Linked DNA regions of Mus musculus: region 2 is linked to region 1. Evidence: chromatin contacts called from public HiChIP or PLAC-seq data. All regions are on one chromosome and are shown on one strand. The core of a region is the stretch at or near the end of the contact, and the rest is flanking DNA. Distances in the headings are between cores, read along the strand shown.

Region 1 (3,901 bases), core at 224-2,723:
ACCCATTCACAGGATGGGTAAGTAGATGCAGAATACTCATGCAAGAGAAAACCTAGGATAACAAGGTGATGGCCACGTGACCACAGGCCAACTGCAAACCACACATTTCCAGAAGACAGAGCCGCATGGCACACGACAGCATTCTGTTGACCTCAGATCCCAGGACAGAGAGGCCTCCTGCACTCCTGACTGCTCCTCTCCATGTAGCAAAGGCAATAGAAGTCTGTTCCCCTGCTCCCCAACCCTGGCCAGCAGACACTGGGAAATGGACTCAGGCTTTGGGGGACAGGGGTGCTAAAGATGCCCCTCAAGGCACAGAAACTGGGGTCCCAGTTTCAAGACTATCAGAGTCACCAGACAGTGGTGGCGCACGCCTTTAATCCCAGCACTTGGGAGGCAGAGGCAGGCGGATTTCTGAGTTCGAGGCCAGCCTGGTCTACAGAGTGAGTTCCAGGACAGCCAGGGCTACACAGAGAAACAAAAAAAGACAAACAAAAACAAAACTTGTTTAAGGTTGCATCTCTGTTCCCCAATCCCTACCTGTACTGGCTAGTTTTGTGTCAACTTGACACAGCTGGAGTTATCACAGAGAAAGGAGCCTCCCTTGAGGACATGCCTCCATGAGATCCAGCTGTAAGGCATTTTCTCAATTAGTGATCAAGGGGGAAAGGCCCCTTGTGGGTGGTGCCATCTCTGGGCTGATAATCCTGGGTTCTATAAGAGAGCAGGCTGAGCAAACCAGGGGAGGCAAGCCAGTCAAGAACATCCCTCCATGGCCTCTGCATCAGCTCCTGCTTCCTGACCTGCTTGAGTTCCAGTCCTGACTTCCTTGGTGATGGAAGTGTAAGCCAAATAAACCGTTTCCTCCCCAACTTGCTTGTTGGTCATGATGTTTGTGCAGGAATAGAAACCCTGACTAGGACACCACCCCACCCCCAGACAGGGTTTCACTGTGTAGTCCTGGCTGTTTGTCCTGCACCTCCCTCTGTGGACCAAGCTGGCTTCAAACTCAGAGATCTTCCTGCCTCTACCGCCTCTAAAGAGTGCTGGGACTACAGGCGTGCGCCATCACTACAGCCCCCTCCCCGTACAAGCCCGCCCACCCGGGCCCGGGAATGCTCACCCACATCCATCCATTCCGGAGGTAACAGGCGGCACTTCTGTCTCTGTTTCAGGTTAATGGCCAGCCACAGGGGCACGTCCACGGGTAAGCCGGGGTTGAAGGGCCCCAGGTCCCCCTGCAAGGACAACGCAGACCCCAGGTGGAAAGGAGCGGTGACCCGAGCATGATCCCAGGCCGCCGCCCCGTACCGCCCTGGCTCACCCCGATCAGGTAGATCTTGTCCAGACTGAAGTTCGGGATGATAGTCACCAACTCCTTTTCGGCCAAAAACTCCACCTCGGCCGCATCCATGTTGAAGAGTAGGCGGCCCAGGCCCGTTACCGCCCCTCCGCGACTCAGAGGCAGCGCCTCAGGCACTTCTTTCCCGCCACCGCGCGGGGCCCGCCCCTCGAACGGAAGACGTCCTGCGGCGGCCCTATAGAGACGTTGCTCTCTTCGCAGCCTCCAAGTCACAGCTAGTACAAACTCGCGGATTGGTCTGTAGGCGGAGCTGTACGCCGGCCCCGCCCCTCTAAGGCCTACCGATGCCCTTTCCAGTACTTGGGCTCCACGCTTCCTGAATCCTGATCCAGCGAGTTACAGCCCTGACGGCCCCGCCCTACTACGTCACTACCCTCTCTAGGCCCCGCCTCTGGCCCGTCCGCTTTTTTTCATTGGTCTCCGGGTCTGCCTCGACTCCGCCTCTTGCCCGCCTACCACGCTCACGGCCCCGCACCTACCTCGTTTGGGTCGGGTCTGTACAGCCCCGCCTCTTGCTCCCGCCCCTCCTTCGTTCGGCCTCGCCCCTCCTGCGCCCGCCCCCTTCTGTCCACGAGCTGGAGGCTGTGTACTTATGGCTTCTTGCTCCTTTGCGTCCTGCAGCAGGCTGAGTCCCTCGCCTGATTCCACTCTTTGAGGGTAAAGGTTTGGAGCCGAGTTTTCACCTGCGCGAAACACAGATCCAGGAATAAACGCATTCATCTCAAAGTCAGCTCCGGGTCCCCGGACATGGCTGGCTGGTCCACACAGACGCCATATCGAAGGAAGTGTTTTCCCTTTAATTTTAGTCTTTGCCCTTTCTACAGATGGTTTAAAAGCAATGAAAATGCGCCTCCCCTATCTGCTCCATGCAGATCCTTCGAGACAGAGCCCAGAATCAGAACTTTGGCAAACCAAACCTCAGGTGAGACTACAGGGACAAGTTTGCACACGTATTATCATTCTTTTATTATTGTTGTTATTGCAATTGTGAAGATGGAACCCCGGTCCTCAAAAATGATAAGCACAGCCTCTTCCACTGAGCTATACCCTGGAGCCTGATGCCCTCAAGCCTTCTGTACAGAGTGCCTTGGTAAGCCAACAGCCCTAGAGTCCTTGCATTAATATGGCCCCACAGGGGCATTTTGAATCAGGAGTCTTGTGAGGACAGCTGAACTATTAATAGGCATTATAATCAGGGTGACTCTGGCAGGGTGCCAGCAGACCAGGGTAGCTCCTGGGGAGGAATAGGTCACCTACAACTGGTAAGGACAAGAGGGGCTGGATCTGAGTGTGAAACCCTCACCACTGGGCGCTGAGGTGAGGTGTAATCTTAGTATTCCATAGGTGGAAGCAAGAAGGATCACCAGCTAGGGACAGCCTGAGTCACTCAGCATTTCCTATCTCAAAAATAAAGATATGCAAGGATAGGGGCGTACTCTAATAGAGGGGTTACCCCCTGTCTTAGTCAGGGTTTCTATTCCTGCACAAACATCATGGCCAAGAAGCAAGTTGGGGAGGAAAGGGTTTATTCGGCTTACACTTCCATGCTGCTGTTCATCACCAAGGAAGTCAGGACTGGAACTCAAGCAGGTCAGGAAGCAGGAGCTGATGCAGAGGCCATGAAGGGATGTTCCTTACTGGCTTGCCTCCCCTGGCTTGCTCAGCCTGCTCTCTTATAGAACCCAAGATTACCAGCCCAGAGATGGTCCCACCCACAAGGGGCCTTTCCCCCTTGATTACTAATTGAGAAAATGCCTTACAGTTGGATCTCATGGAGGCATTTCCTCAAGTGAAGCTCCTTTCTCTGTGATAACTCCAATTGTGTCAAGTTGACACAAAACTAGCCAGTACACCCCCCCCCCCCATGTACACAGCCCTGCTATAGTGGTTTAAATGAGAATGGCCCCCACAGGTTCTTAGATTTGAATGCTTGGTCCCCAGTTGGTGGAACTGTTTGGGAAGGATTAGGAGGTGTGGCCTTGTTGGAGGAGGCATGTCATTGGGGGGTGGGCTCTGAGGTTTCTTTTTTTTTTTTTTTTTTAAATATATTTATTTATTATTATATGTAAGTACATTGTAGCTGTCTTCAGACACACCAGAAGAGGGAGTCAGATCTTGTTACAGATGGTTGTGAGCCACCATGTGGTTGCTGGGACTTGAACTCTGGACCTTCGGAAGAGCAGTCGGGTGCTCTTACCCACTAAGCCATCTCACCAGCCCGCTCTGAGGTTTCAAAAGCCCATACTGGGGGCTGGAGAGATGGCTCAGTGGTTAAGAGTACTGACTGCTCTTCCAGAGGTCCTGAGTTCAAATCCCAGCAACCACATGGTGGCTCACAACCATCTGTATTGGGATCTGATGTCCTCTTCTGGTGTGTTTGAAAACAGCTGCAGTGTACTCATATAAATAAATAAATAAATATTTTTTAAAAAAAGCCCATACCATTCCCAGTTTGTGCTCTCTTTGCTTTGGGCTTGTGGATTGGATGTAAGCTCTCAGCTACTTCAACAGCATGCCTGCCTGCCTGCCTGCCTGCCT
Region 2 (3,903 bases), core at 809-3,308, 75 kb before region 1:
GGGGATGGCCTGTCTCACACCACACCCTTTTCTCTTAATGCCTTCTCCTTCCCTGGATCCCGTCTGCACAGCCAGCCCCACAGTTGGTCGACTGCTGCCTTGTCACTTAGCTGTTCTGAGCCAGCGACCGGGAGGCCCCGCAAACTGTGGCATTTGCTGAGCGTAAAAATTCAATTAATTCCAGAAGGCAGATTAAATATAAGTGAGTTTTAATAATTTGCTGTAAAGTCGGAGATTACTGTGGGCACGAAGAGAGGAACACACGTGTGTGTGCCTGAGCAGGCTGGCACAGCCCCAGGGACCCAGCTGGGGATAGGCTGGGGTAGCTTCCTGGAGCCTTGCTTCCCCCCACCTCGCCCCCAGAACACTGCCCTGTCCTCGAGGGGACCCCATCCTCTGAGATGCTTACCTGAATTCTCCAACTGAGATTTGGGAGGACAGCAGACCAAGAGTAGCCCAGCCTTCAGGAACTGAGACTGAGAGCCCTGTGTATCTCACTGTGAGCAGGACCCTGCTCCTCAGTGGCTTCCACCCCCAGACTCACCTCTCTCTGCCAGTGACTACTCAGTGTGTTCTTAGGTCAGGGTCTAGCATGCTTTTGCTTTTATACCTTTTTAATTTTAATTTTAATTTTCTTTCAATAATTTATTTATTTTTAATTCCCTTTACATCCCGATCGAGCCCCCACCTCTCCTCCCAGTCTCTCCCATTATCCCCTCCCCCCTCTTCTCAGAGAAGGGGAAGCCCCCTTGGGTATCACTCCCCCACGGGATGCCAAAGTCCCAGCAGGACCAGTTACATCATCTCCTGCTGAGGCCCAACCAGGAAGTCCAGGTAGGGGAAGGGAAGCCAACATCCAATGGCAGGTAAGAGAGTCAGAGACAGCCCCAGGCTGATCCACTTGAAGACCAAGCTGCACATCTGCTACAAACAGGGGGCCTTGCGCCAGCCAACTTTATTTTATTTTGAGACGGGGTCTCTCGTAGCTTAGGCTGGCCTTAGAAGTCACTGTGTGGCTGAGGATGACCTTGAACCCCTGATCCTCCTGACTTCCCCTCCCAAGTGCAGGGATTACAGGCTGTGCTGCTGTGCACTGTTGATTCCATGCTGGGATTGATCCTAGCCTAGGGCTTCATACAGGCTAGGTCAACCGAGCCACAGCCCCCAACCCAGTCGTAGCTTTTTAGAAAGTCATACACGAGAGAATGTAGGTGGCTGCTGACCAGAAGACCCTGGGCCTAAACACACACACACACACACACACACACACACACACACACACACAAGCGCTAATGTGAACTCGCACATGCAAACTCGTCCGCAGACACCCACCTTATCACACCCCTCCCTCCCTGATAGCCAAAACGCCAGCTATCTACCCCACCCCCACCCCCCAGCCTGTGCCGGGTCCCGAAGCCTCCAGAGCTCTTCTTTTGTCCACCTCCCAACTCAAAAAACAAAAGCTGAGACCTGGCCCCCCTCCTGGTAGAGCCATCAAAGTGAAGAAGCCTGACCCAGAAAAGGCAGTTGGTAGAGGGGTGTCTGGGGCCTCCTTGGCTTCCCTGGTGGCGGCTGGGGGGGAGGGGGCGTCGGAGGGAGCAACAGCTTTTATGTAGGGACAGTGATAACCCACTAAGTACAAACCACCATTTCAAAGCGGCTTCATCACCGCCACATCCCACTGCGATGTCTATAGATTCCTTTGTCACCTTCAATTGGCCCTAATTACGGAGCCAGAGGCTGCCCGATCAGCTTCACTCTTGTCATGAAATCCTGAGGGCACGCACGGGGACAGCGACACAGGCTTGCCAGCTGCACAGCCCGCAGACCGGCCTTGGGTCTTTGTGTGTGTCCCTGTGTGTGTACCCGTGCTCGCGTGTTTGGAGGCCTGTCCTCCCCTGTCCTGTGTGCTTTGGCTGGCTGGATCTCCTGGATTTAGGGGTGGGGGGGGCAGGGGGCGGGTTGGAGCCCCCCTCCCATACACACACACACACACACACCCCATAGGCCTCCCAGCTGAGAACTGGCTAGCGGGGCTGTGCATATGGTAAGCAGGCTGGGCTGCTGGCTAGGCAGCCCGAACACCTGCAAAGATGAAAGGCCCAGCCAAGCGCCGCACACCCGGGCCTTCCCTCCACGCCGCCTGTAATACCCTAATTATGCTGTGTTTGTTTCAGTAATTTACACTCTCTGGGTACTGGTCCATCAATAATGGATGTATTACCTGTCTGGGGAAGGTTTGGAAGATCCGGGAAGCGGAGGGTGGGGGAGGCAGTGGCCTCCCCAGCAGCCTTTTCTCTCCCAAGCTCCTTCCTACAAGGTGATGTGTTTGGAGGCCCAGCAAGGCTGGTTCTCCATACGACTTTCCCGTCCTCCCTCTCCTTACCCCCCTTCCCGTTTTATGCCTTTTTAATATTTAAAGCTGTCGTTGGGCTGAGCCATAAAATTCTTTCAAATCGAATTTTATTCTCCAATCTCAAGTTCTGGCTTCACTCTGGCGGGAAGAGTTAGTTGGTTGAGGGGGGGGGTGGCAGCGGTAGGGCGTGGGGGTAGGGGAGGGGAATGCTGTTGTGTCCAAGTGTCTGGTGTCCTGAGAGTCCCCTGAGTGATCCATCTTCTGTCTCCAGCACTTACGGGATCAATGGTGTGTGTGTGTGGGGGGGGGGGTGATGGTGGCAGGGGTTGTGCTTGAACCTGATGTCACTTGTGAGAGCCATCCCAGATAGCCCAGGGAAGGGTGGTCACTTAAAATCCCAAGTACATATCCAGCCAGAGGGTCTGCCTGAATGTGTGTCTGCGCACCATGTGCGTGCCTGGTACCCATGGAGGTCAGAAAAGGACATCAAGTCCTGCGGAAGTGGAGTCACAGTTGGTTGTCAGCTACCGAGTAGGTGCTGGGAATCAAACCCCAGTCCTGGAAGCGTAACAGATCCTCCAAGCCATCTTTTAAAAGTGAGAGCAGACAGAGCCGCCTGAGTTTTGATGCTTGCAGCTTCTACCTGGCTTGTCTGGGGAGGGGCTGGCAGGACCTAGGAAGAGTGTACTAGGCCTCTAGACACCAATCTCTCTCTGGGTCCTAGAGGCCTCTCTCTCCCTGTTGGTCTCTAGGGTATTCAAGGTCAGGCCTGTCCAGGTGGCTCTGAGCCATTTGAGCCTGAGGGCCTCTGCCCGCCCTTTAGTCTTGTTGGTGACTTGAATAAGGTAATAATTCTGTTTGGGGGTTGGAGCCTGCTGCTTGTAGATGTGGTCCATACTTCATGGAGAAGAATGGCTTCCACTGTTGCATATGGCCCCTCCAGACTTCTCTTGCATCTTGCAGGATTGTTGCTGGTTACAGGTGGGTGGTTATCTTCTTGCTGTCCACAACCCTTCCATTGTCATTACCGTCTGTGGGTCCTTCCTGGGCTTTTTTTGTAAAGCTGACTTCAATGTCAGTTCTGCTACCCTGGGGGTCAGGGAGACAGACTTCAGCTGTGACCCAGGCGTTGCTCACGTGTGCTTTGGGGTGCTCTGCCAGCCTGCCTGGGTTCTCTTCCTGCCTCTGCCACTCACTGGCTGTGTGGCAAGGGACTCAACCTCTCTGTGACTCGCTCGCCTACCTGTAAAATGGGGACAAGAGGATAAGCCGCACCTCAGTGGGAGGTGGGAACTGCCATGGAATAACACAGATGGTGCTGCCATTGACAGTAAATTTCTGTCTGGGTGTGGTGATGCCTGCTGCCTGTCCCTCTCAGCACTGGGTAGATGGAGACTGGATGAGCAGGAGCTCCAGGCTAGCCTGGGCTACTTCAGTCCACATCCTTTAAAAAAAAAATTGAATTTTCTATCAGTTATCTTTGATACCTCAGGAGTGTCTCCATTCACAGATCAGGCCCCTGGGCCTGCTGGGATAAATTTAGGGGT

What was found. HiChIP or PLAC-seq counts read pairs in DNA pulled down with a chosen protein or histone mark.
Region 2: a contact with region 1 is called in an H3K4me3 HiChIP or PLAC-seq map of the SCID.adh cell line, with 18 read pairs. The contact joins the enhancer-like site here to the promoter of Gins2 in region 1. A contact is called at or near these places in 4 of 39 promoter capture datasets (3T3-L1-derived adipocytes, hippocampal neurons, liver and 1 more), 3 of 484 Hi-C or Micro-C datasets (the HL-1 cell line, cerebellar granule neurons and nephron progenitors), 7 of 115 datasets of contacts at active chromatin or transcription factors (the 230-238 cell line, the SCID.adh cell line, embryonic stem cells and 2 more) and 3 of 9 other capture datasets (adipose tissue, liver and pancreatic islet).

Annotation. Positions count from the first base shown.
Region 1 is chr8:120,587,602-120,591,502 of GRCm38.p6, forward strand. It overlaps Gins2 (GINS complex subunit 2 (Psf2 homolog)), which reads right to left and starts at 1,474. Exons shown (of 5, transcript NM_178856.1): 1 at 1,325-1,474; 2 at 1,124-1,238. The coding sequence starts at 1,414. It overlaps Gm10614 (a long non-coding RNA gene), which reads left to right and starts at 1,576. Exons shown (of 4, transcript XR_003947476.1): 1 at 1,576-2,453.
Region 2 is chr8:120,512,268-120,516,170 of GRCm38.p6, forward strand. It overlaps a transcript of Gse1 not described here. Among named protein-coding and RNA genes, the nearest start is that of Gse1, 23 kb to the right of the region's middle. Within about 2 kb of position 2,059, at least 40 of the 459 cell types and tissues checked have an H3K27ac peak or open chromatin away from gene starts, as enhancers often do. A contact at or near this core is called in the SCID.adh cell line and cerebellar granule neurons, where this site is marked.